2 separate regions of the Pan troglodytes genome follow, and region 1 is linked to region 2. Evidence: chromatin contacts called from public HiChIP or PLAC-seq data. All regions are on one chromosome and are shown on one strand. The core of a region is the stretch at or near the end of the contact, and the rest is flanking DNA. Distances in the headings are between cores, read along the strand shown. Region 1 holds the start of CDCA3 (cell division cycle associated 3). Region 2 holds the start of PTMS (parathymosin).

Region 1 (4,542 bases), core at 1,193-3,692, 86 kb before region 2:
ATTCTACCAGGTAGTCAAACCCTGGTCCACACTGTGAGTCTTCTCCCTCCTCTCCTGCTGAAGTGTGGCTTCCAGGGGAACAATGACTTATTAGGGACTCACAGCTAAACACGCACCCAGTCTGGCAGGGTCATGAAGTCCAGCATTCCATAGCCACCACCCTCTCTCCTCTGCCTCCCCTCCGACCAATAAGATCCCTGCTGAAGTCCCAACAAATCACCAATCTCAAAGCCATCCCCTTCTGACAACAATCTCGCAACACTTGCTGAGATAGCTAGAACACACATAACCCGTGAAAACAGGGACAGACGGGTGTCCACCCAGAAACACAGCTGAGAAGGGAGGATGGGCTTCCCCCAAAGCTGACCAAGTTTTCCAGTGCCTTTGTAAAGAGTGATGGAGAAGGTGGAGGAGGAAATTGGAGACAATAAGGGTCTTCCCTCAGATCCAAGGCTTTGAGCAACAACAGACATCCTCTTCCAGGAATAAAAGTCTCAGTGGCCTTGAACATTTCTCTGCTGTGATATGAAAAATAGTGCACTGTCTAAGGTAGTTCTTGGTCCCATAGATTGCTCTGTACCACTTCCTAGAACAGTGTGTACTGCAAGTTCATGAACAAATAGAGCATTTCTCACCGGGGAGGTCAACTAAGCTCTTTCTACCATGAGCCCAATTTGAAGGTAACCAAATATGCTGGAAGTTGGTTAGCAAAGAACTAGGGCACACTGAAAATCTCTTGACTTGGGGTGAAAAAGAGAAAGTTTCAGAAGATTACAAAAACCCTTTTTGGATTATTCAAAGCAGTTACTAAGGAGAGAGACAGGAGTGAATAAAAGTGTAAAGAGGGACCCACTGACTTCTACCACCTGCTGGTAATTTAAGAAAAACCTTTCCCTCCTGGGAAGAATGTGGGAGCTCTGAAGTGATTAAACTCCTCTGTTGGAAATTAAAGATGCTGATTTCACCAAGGATTGGGAACCCCGGAGCTCTGCTCCGCGCAGTGCTCTTTTACCTCTGCCAAAGCCAGACTTCAGAGAAGCAGCACATTGTCTGAGGCCCAGATCAAAGCCTAGCAAACCAAGCAAACCACAAATCACAGTGATGATCCTGAACTGGGCCTCACATCATGCTGTTCTACTCAGTACTGGTGATGCAGTAATGAAGGCTTTCCACTCTGACTTGCAGTTTTCAGGCCATGAGCTGGTCTGGCAGAATACACTGGGCAGGGCACAGCAGCTTGAGGGGAGGGGTGGTGAGGGGGGCGGATCCCAACCAAGCTGCTGCCTTCTCAGTTCAGGCCCCAAAGGGCCTTGGCTTGAGGGTGACATAGGGAAGGCAGAACTGCAGGAAGGGAGGTACCAGGTGGAGCCTGCAAAACGTGAAGCATGGTGTGGGAGGTGGCTTTGTGTAACTAGCCAAGAGTAGGAGCGGGATGGGAAAGAGGCCTTAGCATCCTCCGAGAAAGAAACCACCTCTCTAGGAATACTTTAAAAGGGGTTATCTCAGCTGTCCGTGATAGGCTGGGGGGCGGGGGAAGGGTGGGGGCTGCGGCCATTGCTCACTTCAAAGGAGAAACGACTAGAGCTTTCCTCTCCTCTTTCCTCCCCTCCCCGCCTCCTGTCTGTTTTAACCACGGGGTGGAGGCTCTCTGCCTTTCTCAGAACCGGACTTCTTGAGAGTCCACTCCCAGACTATTAACCGCCTAGGAACTGCGGTCCCCACCCCCCAACTCCAACCCCGGCCGAGAACAGTGGGGAGTCGTCCCCATCACTCCTACACGAGACTACAAAACCCGGAGAGCCGTGCGCGGCAGACAAGGCCGACTGCCAGGTTTTCTCAAGGGTCCACTTGGGGGATGTAGTCCGACGGTCGGGCTGCGCCCCTAGCTTAGAACGGCAACGAAGGCAGTGAGTGACTACAATGCCCACAGTGCTCCACGAAGCGGGGAGCCGGAGAGGTGAGCGCGGCGGCTTCCGGGGACGGTAGTCACACGACAGCCGCAGTTAATGAAAGGCAACGGCAGAGTGGAGCGTGGGAGACTACAAGTCCCATGGTGCATCGCAGGGAGGCGGTAGCCCAAGCCTTGCAGGCCCCAGTGGAATGACCAGGGCGATGGAAGGAAGTCGTGCTCGTTGCGGGCGTGGGGAATGGGCTTACCGGCGTGTCGAAGGAGAAGGCGCACTCGTCTTTGTGGACCCGGTCTCCAGCCTTAGGGACCCGGATCGTCGGTAATACTGACAGCAGCGCCTCCTCACTCAGCTCCGCCATGACACCGGCAGCAGCTTCTCCACACACGGCGGCTCCCACCGTTCCCAGTCCCCTCCCCTGCCCCTCCCGTCCAATGAGCGCCACTCGTTAGGGGCATGCGCCGCGGAGACGACGCGCGAGAATGGCAGTTGGACGGAGCCTGCCTGCCGGTGCTCCGCCCCTGCCCCGCGCTTGACTGACGCCAATGAGAAGCGCTCCTAAGGCAATTGATGGTTGAAAGAACCAATCCCACTCCTCCAGGGCGGGAGCGCACGTAGAGCAGCTAGGTGGGCTTCGGGGTTGCAGCTGCTGCGGCTCCGCAGCTGCTCCGGCTCTGGGACCCTTAGAGTCCATTCGCGTGCCTTCTATTGAAGAGCAGGAACTGACGGTTGTTTTAGGCCTCTCAATTCCAGAAAGTTTCCTGGGGACCTGTCCGGTCGGAAGGTCGAGGGACAGTTGTCTTGGTATTTGAAAAGGGGGTATCCAGTGAGGCGGAGCTTGAGGGGGTTGTGTCGAGTGACTGATACAGCTGTCAACCAATAAAGCTACTATCGCTCGCCTCGGGAAAACCATCACAACTCCAGCTGGATGTGCGCATAATAGTGTAATCACTCATGATTCTATTTTGTTTAATAATTCGTTCTTGAGACTAGACGTCTCAAAAGCGAAGACTGGCACTCCTCAGTCTGCCACGGACGGCTCGCAGGCAGATACTGAACAGAAGTACCCTTATCAAGGAGGCGTCACCCCTGGGCAAGCCTAGCATCAGTCCATTGACACCCACAGTCACCATGATAGACGTTCTCCCAGACCAACAGCTTCCTTTGGCTCGAGGCGGGTCTTACGTGGAGGGCCTATGGGAACTACGTCGGCTCAGCCAATAGGGTCAGGGCAGGGGGCGTGGCGGGAAGTTTGAAACTGGTAACTTCGGGAGTTGAGCCACGAGCTGTTGTGCATCCAGAGGTGGAATTGGGGCCCGGTAAGTGATTTGAATAATTTAATAAATAAGTTAGAGGGCTCAGCAGGCCCAGAACGAGCCATTTTGTCAGCTGCAGCAGTCATTAACTCCGCAGAGGCCTCTGGTCCCTCGCCAGGAAGTTTCTTCACTGGAAACTGGGAAGACAGGGTGGTTTAGGGTTGAAGGTCCGACGTGGAAGAGATAAGGGCTGAGACCTGAGTCACTTCTCACAGGCATTCCCTCCTCGTCCCGGGCTGGCCCTTGCCCCCACCCTGCAACTCCTGGTGGAGATGGGCTCAGCCAAGAGCGTCCCAGTCACACCAGCGCCGCCTCCGCCGCACAACAAGCATCTGGCTCGAGTGGCGGACCCCCGTTCACCTAGTGCTGGCATCCTGCGCACTCCCATCCAGGTACTCTGGGCCAGCGTGGGAAAGGCAGAGAATGTCTGAATTCTTGGGTCTCTTCCTAACCTGATTTTGAGAGAGCCGTCATGCCCCCACCCTTATCCTAGCCTTATTTTCTGCAATCTCAATCTGTGTGGGGTAGGCTGGATATCTGAGGGCCTTGGCAATTCCTTCCTGGAATATGGGGAGGAGAGGAGAGAAGAGTCAGGGCCCAGACTTGTTCTAGCCTATGGTCTTGACAGGTGGAGAGCTCTCCACAGCCAGGCCTACCAGCAGGGGAGCAACTGGAGGGTCTTAAACATGCCCAGGACTCAGATCCCCGCTCTCCTACTCTTGGTATTGCACGGACACCTATGAAGACCAGCAGTGGAGGTAAGTGTTGGGCCCAGGGAATGCTGATGAAGCTGTCATCTATTATTCTTGGGTAGGGTCCATGAAGCCATTCTCTCAGGGTTCCTTAAAGGGGCCTCCATCCTCCTGCTTCGGACCCATCTCACTCTTATCTCAATATTTTGTTCCCAGCCTGGGTGCGGTGGGTCATGCCTGTAATCCCAGCACTTTGGAAGGCCGGGGTGGTCAGATCGCTTGAGCCCAGGAGTTCAAGACCAGCCTAGGCAACATGGCAAAACCCCATCTCTAGAAAAAATACACACACATACACACACACACACAAAAGCACGGTGGCATGGGCCTGTGATCCCAGCTACTCAGGAGGCTGAAGTGGGAGGATTGCTTGAGCCCACAAGGTCAAGGCTGCAGTGAACTGTGATCACGCCACTGCACTCCAGCCTGGGGGACAGAGCAAGCCCCATCTCAAAAAAAAAAAATTGCTCCCTTTCACCTTGATTTCCTTGATTTCTCTCTTCCCACTTGCTCACCCTCCTGGGCATGAGTCCTGGGTTTCTGTATGTTTTGCTCCTTGCTGAATGTTGT
Region 2 (4,745 bases), core at 1,665-4,164:
GGAATGGAGAAGAGGGAGGGACCAGTCTAGTAGACCCTCCCACCAGCCAGCCCCTCTCCTTCACCCCAAGATCCTAGCAGGCACAGGTTGACGTCCTGTGCTGATATGGCACATCTGAGTCCCTTCTGGACACTACACTAGCCTCCCAATTCAGATTCCAGTGCTCTCCCCACCCACTCCTTGGCAGGCACAGTGTAACACGGTAGGTGTCCTTGTGTGATCTGATCTGGTGTTGGTGTGCCACGCTGTGTATCTGATTCCATGTGAATGGAAGTCTCCTGTGTGAGATCACCCTGGGCTGGGTGGGGGGTCCTTTCTGGAACAGGATAGGGGATAGGAGAGGAGCCTGGTGCAGAACAGCTGCCCTGGGGGGCACTCAATTCCCTTCTCCCTTTAAGGGTAGCTCAGAACTCTTCACTCTCACTCCAGAGAGGGTGCCCTTCCACCCCACCGTGAGGTCTTCATTTCTGTGCCACAAGGTCAGTATGGCATTTCCACTACCTAGGGGGGTCTTCCCTACGTCCTGGGCCAGGAGAGCAAAGAGCTGGTTAGCTTCTCTCTGGGGGCCCCAGCACCAAAAGTCTGTATGGCCCTGGCCTGACTTTCCCATCTGGGCTGATGCAGGGAGGGAGAATACCAGAGACCAAAGTTCAAGGGGCCGGGCCCTCTCCTCCCCTGTTCTGTCCTTCTGGTCACTGTCCTTCCATGATCCCTTTTCCAGGAGAATATGTGACCTGGGCCCTAGGTCTTCCGCTAAGCAGCCCTCTGGCCTCATTTACTCAACACAGGCACACACACCGACACCGGCCGACAGCCATGCACAGACACAGTTAGAGAGGAGCACCCACGCGATGGGAGACACATGGCCCAGCGTTGGGCCATTCTGGTCCACACTCTTGAGACAGCACGGGAGCACAGCGGAGCCACTCAGCACTCACAAAGCGACAACATGGCTCCAGAACATCTACGTCTCCACATGCACACATGTAACTGACACGGGCAGTCCCACACACTCGCTGGATTTCAGACATACAAAGACACCTACTCAGTGAAGTCACATGCCACCGCACAGCCCGCCGGAGGGCCACACGGGCGCACCTTGGCAGATCGCACACAGCCCCTCTCCCACCGCCGTTAATCCCATTGGCTCCCCCCGTTTCACTCCGCGGGCCTCCGGGAGACCTGTGTGACGGCCCCTCAGCAACCACCGCGCCCCCCCCCCCCACCCCGCCATACACATACACACACAAGATAGGGCTCCCAGCCCCCAAACCCCGGCCGCGTTAATTTCCCAAAGCGACACTCCGCAGGTTCCCTGGGGAAATTAGAGGAAGGCTGGAAGAGAGGCAAGGGCGAACGGATGGGGCCGGGGAAGGGAGCTGATGAGGGCGAGGACAGCTCGACGCAATGCCATGCAATGCCCAGCCTCGGCTTTTTCGAAGGCTAGTCCTGCCCCGCTTCTAATTTTTAGGAATTAGAGATTCTTTCAGTGTGTATGCGGGAAGGGGACGATGAAGAGAAAAGAAAGCTGAAAGCCAGCTGAGGGGAGGGAACGAGAAAACAGAGGCGGCCGCCGTCCGGGGAGAGAAGCGAGCGACGGTCGGGCCGCGGGGAGGGGCCCGGAGGAGCAGCCTCCAGGGAGAGTCCTGTTTACACTTGAGGATCTCAAACCGCTTAGCGAGGAAAGGTGAGGTCAGGTTGCAAGGAAAGACGCGGCAGCGGGGCGCAGGGAGGGGGCGCGGCAAAGTGAGACTCGGGGCGTTCGGACGGGAAGCCGGACGGGATCCGGTCAGCGAGGTGGGGCCGAAGAGGGGTGGGGACGGCTGCGGGGGCCGGCGCGACCGGAGCGGCGAGGCCGGACGCCGTGGTGCGCGCAGGGCAGCTAGAGGGCGCTGGCGCTAGCCGCGCGGAGCCGGGAAAGGAGCTCCGGGCCGGGGAGCGGTGGGAGGGCGCAGTGGGGTCCGCCAGGACCCGGGCGCAAAGGCCGCGCGGGGCCGTCGGTGGCGGCCTGGGGCGAAGGACCGCGCCGGGCCCCAGGGCTGCGCGAGGTCCGGGCCGCCGCCGCCCCCGCCCGTACCTTGGCGCTCAACTCGGCCGCTGCCTCCACGCTTTTCTCCGACATGGTGCCGGGGCCGGGGCCGGGGCTGGCGGGGAGCCGGGGTCCCGGGGCCAAGACGGAGGGGCCCTGGACGGCGGAGGGTGGCCGCGGCCGGAACCTGGCGCGGTGGCGGCGGCGGCGGCGACAGCGGCAGCGGCGGCCGCTCGGCAAGCTGGGTCTCTGGAAGAGGCGGCAGAGGCGCGCGGGGTGGGGCGGGGGTGGGTCTGGAGCGGAGACCCGCAGGGCTGCGGCCGTCCGGAGGGCGGGCGGAAGGGCGGTGCAGGCAGTGGCCGGCGCGCTCGGCCGCGGTAGCTCGATCCCGGGCTCGCCGCCCCCGCACCAGCAGAGCTGCCGCCGACCAGCCGCTGCCGCCCCCGGGAAGGGAACCCGCTTATAAGGCGGCGCTGCCCGACGGGAGGGGCTTCCCAGGGGTGGGGCAGGCGGGAGCGGGGAGGAGAGGAGAGGGGAGGGGGATGAAAGAGGAGGTTGGAGAGGTGGGGATAGGAGGATGAAAGCGAGGGGAGGGAGAGCTAGGGAGTCGGGAGGGAGGACGAGACCAGGAGGGGGAAATGGAGAGACTGACGGCCGCGGAGAAAGAGTGGGGCGAGGAGGTGGGAAGGGGTGGGGTTCCTGCGGGGAGGCACCTTTCCAAATCCCAACCTACTGCCTGCGAATGTGGAGTCTGGCTTTTGGGGGCGGACTGGAGAGGTGGCCAGAATCCTACTGACCCCAAAAAAAGCCCTGGGATTTTGCCAAGGGGTGGGGTGAGGGGAGCAGATGGGAAGATAGGGCAGGTATTTGAGAAACCAAAAGCTTAAAGAAGAGGAAGAGGGTTCGGGCGCTCCTTCCACACCACGCCGGATTTCCCCCTCTCATCCTCCATCCACATTCTCTGGATGGCCTTGAGGAGGGGTGGGAGGGCAGAAAGGGCGGCCCAGCCTTCTGTCCCGCCAGATTGACACTTGTGACCCTTGCCGGGTGCCTCCCTTCCTGGCCCCGTGCTGTGAGCCGGGGGGAGTCAGGCCCCCTGGTCTCCTTTGCTGTCTTCCAGCTCTCTTCCATCTTCTACCTCTCTTATTCGCCCGTCTCACCTCACTTTTATTCGCCTGGTCCTTCTATTTCTCTTCATCCGTCCTCAGTCATCTGTACCTAGACCCCTCCCTCACAACCAATTATAACTCGAATCGCTCCCATTCTTCTCTCACCTCTTCTCCACTCCTCACTGACTCTCTTCTGCCCTTCCACCTCTGGTCTCTTTCCCTATCTTTCCCAGACAACCCTGCTCTTGTCTTATCTGAGTCAGGCACCTGGCCCTCTATTCTTGGCTGGCTTTCCTCAACTCCTCTTTCTGTCCTCATTTTTTACATTTTCCATCCTTTAGCTTTTCTCATTCCTCTGCTGCCATCTTCCCTAGCCTTTCTGGGTTATATTTGCCTCCTTTGCAAATATAATACAGGTCCAGGTCTGGAGTTCCAGCCCCACCCTATTCCACACATCCTCAGCTCCTCGCCCTCAATCTCGGTATCTTTGAGTCATTTTGAAAAGCTTGGGATTTCAGAAGGGAACAGGGGCTGGGTTGTGTATTAAAGGTCAGGAAGGTGGACAGAGTGGAAGGCTGGGGTTTGGAAAAAGACCTTTGGTGTGCGTGCACTCCCATATTTGTCTGTCATTATCATTATTCCTCATCTTATTTTCATTTTATTAATAAAAAACTACGTTGATGATCATTATCATTATTTTGTGTTTGAGTGCTTAAATACACCATCTTTTGGTCCCTTGATGTACACGCCTCCCAGTTTCTCTTTCTGACTTTTCTATCAATATTTCAGTCTCAGTCTCCTCAAAAATCTTGGGGCCCCATCCAGGATTTTTCCTTGCCGGACTCTGTCCATCTTTTCTGAGATCTTTCCATGTCCCTCTCTCAATCTGTTTCTCTGACTCACTGGCTGATGTCTTCAGCCGTCTCTCACCGTCTCCATCTCTGTACTCCTCTTGCTTCATTTATCTCCCTCTCCTCGATCCTTTGCTACTCCCCCCCCCCCCAACAACCCAGTCTCCCAGTCTCGCTCCCTCCCCATCAGGCTCTTTCCTCTCCCTCCCGCCTTCCTTTCCTCTTCCCTCCACTCCACCTCCCAGCCCCGCCTGCTGTCTCGGACACCCTGCTGGGCTCTTACCCTGTTGCCCTGGTAACCGCCCCCCACTCCGGTCACCTCCACTCCCCTCCCCCCTCCAATCACCGCCACCAACAACCTCCATCCACCTTCCTCCTATTTTTCCTGATAGCCAATAGAAACCCTGTTGCCAGGTGGAATGCTCATTTGAATCAGCCAATCCAGAAGCCTAACTGCTTGCCCTGCCTTATATGGGGATGTGAGGAGGGCCACTCCCCCAACTCCAGCCCCACAGGGGACCGGCCCCTCCAGTGTCCCTTCTCCCCGCCCTAAAGAGAGGCTGGGACACTCCCTCTCACCCTTCCATAAGGGACCTGGCCTCCCACTTCTCTAACTGGGACCACCAGGGTTAGCGTGGGCTGTGGGCCGGACTGTGGGCTGGGCCTCAGGGCTGGGGGTGGGAATGAGGTGTGATTAGGGAAGGGGAGGCGGAGGGAGCCGGGAATTTTGCCCAGGGAGGGGTGTCTGGGAGCAGA

The links. HiChIP or PLAC-seq counts read pairs in DNA pulled down with a chosen protein or histone mark.
Region 1: a contact with region 2 is called in an H3K4me3 HiChIP or PLAC-seq map of stem cell-derived excitatory neurons, with 2.4 times the contacts expected there. The contact joins the promoter of CDCA3 here to the promoter of PTMS in region 2. A contact is called at or near these places in 1 of 7 Hi-C or Micro-C datasets (stem cell-derived neural progenitor cells) and 1 of 1 datasets of contacts at active chromatin or transcription factors (stem cell-derived excitatory neurons).

What each region holds. Positions count from the first base shown.
Region 1 is chr10:14,032,426-14,036,967 of NHGRI_mPanTro3-v2.0_pri, reverse strand. It overlaps CDCA3 (cell division cycle associated 3), which reads left to right and starts at 2,442. Exons shown (of 5, transcript NM_001280444.1): 1 at 2,442-3,615; 2 at 3,852-3,981. The coding sequence starts at 3,496. It overlaps USP5 (ubiquitin specific peptidase 5), which reads right to left and starts at 3,111. Exons shown (of 20, transcript XM_016922860.3): 1 at 2,158-3,111. The coding sequence starts at 2,268.
Region 2 is chr10:13,946,645-13,951,389 of NHGRI_mPanTro3-v2.0_pri, reverse strand. PTMS (parathymosin) reads right to left here and starts at 2,914. Exons shown (of 5, transcript XM_016922858.3): 1 at 2,078-2,914. The coding sequence starts at 2,122. It overlaps MLF2 (myeloid leukemia factor 2), which reads left to right and starts at 1,618. Exons shown (of 9, transcript XM_063786254.1): 1 at 1,618-1,687.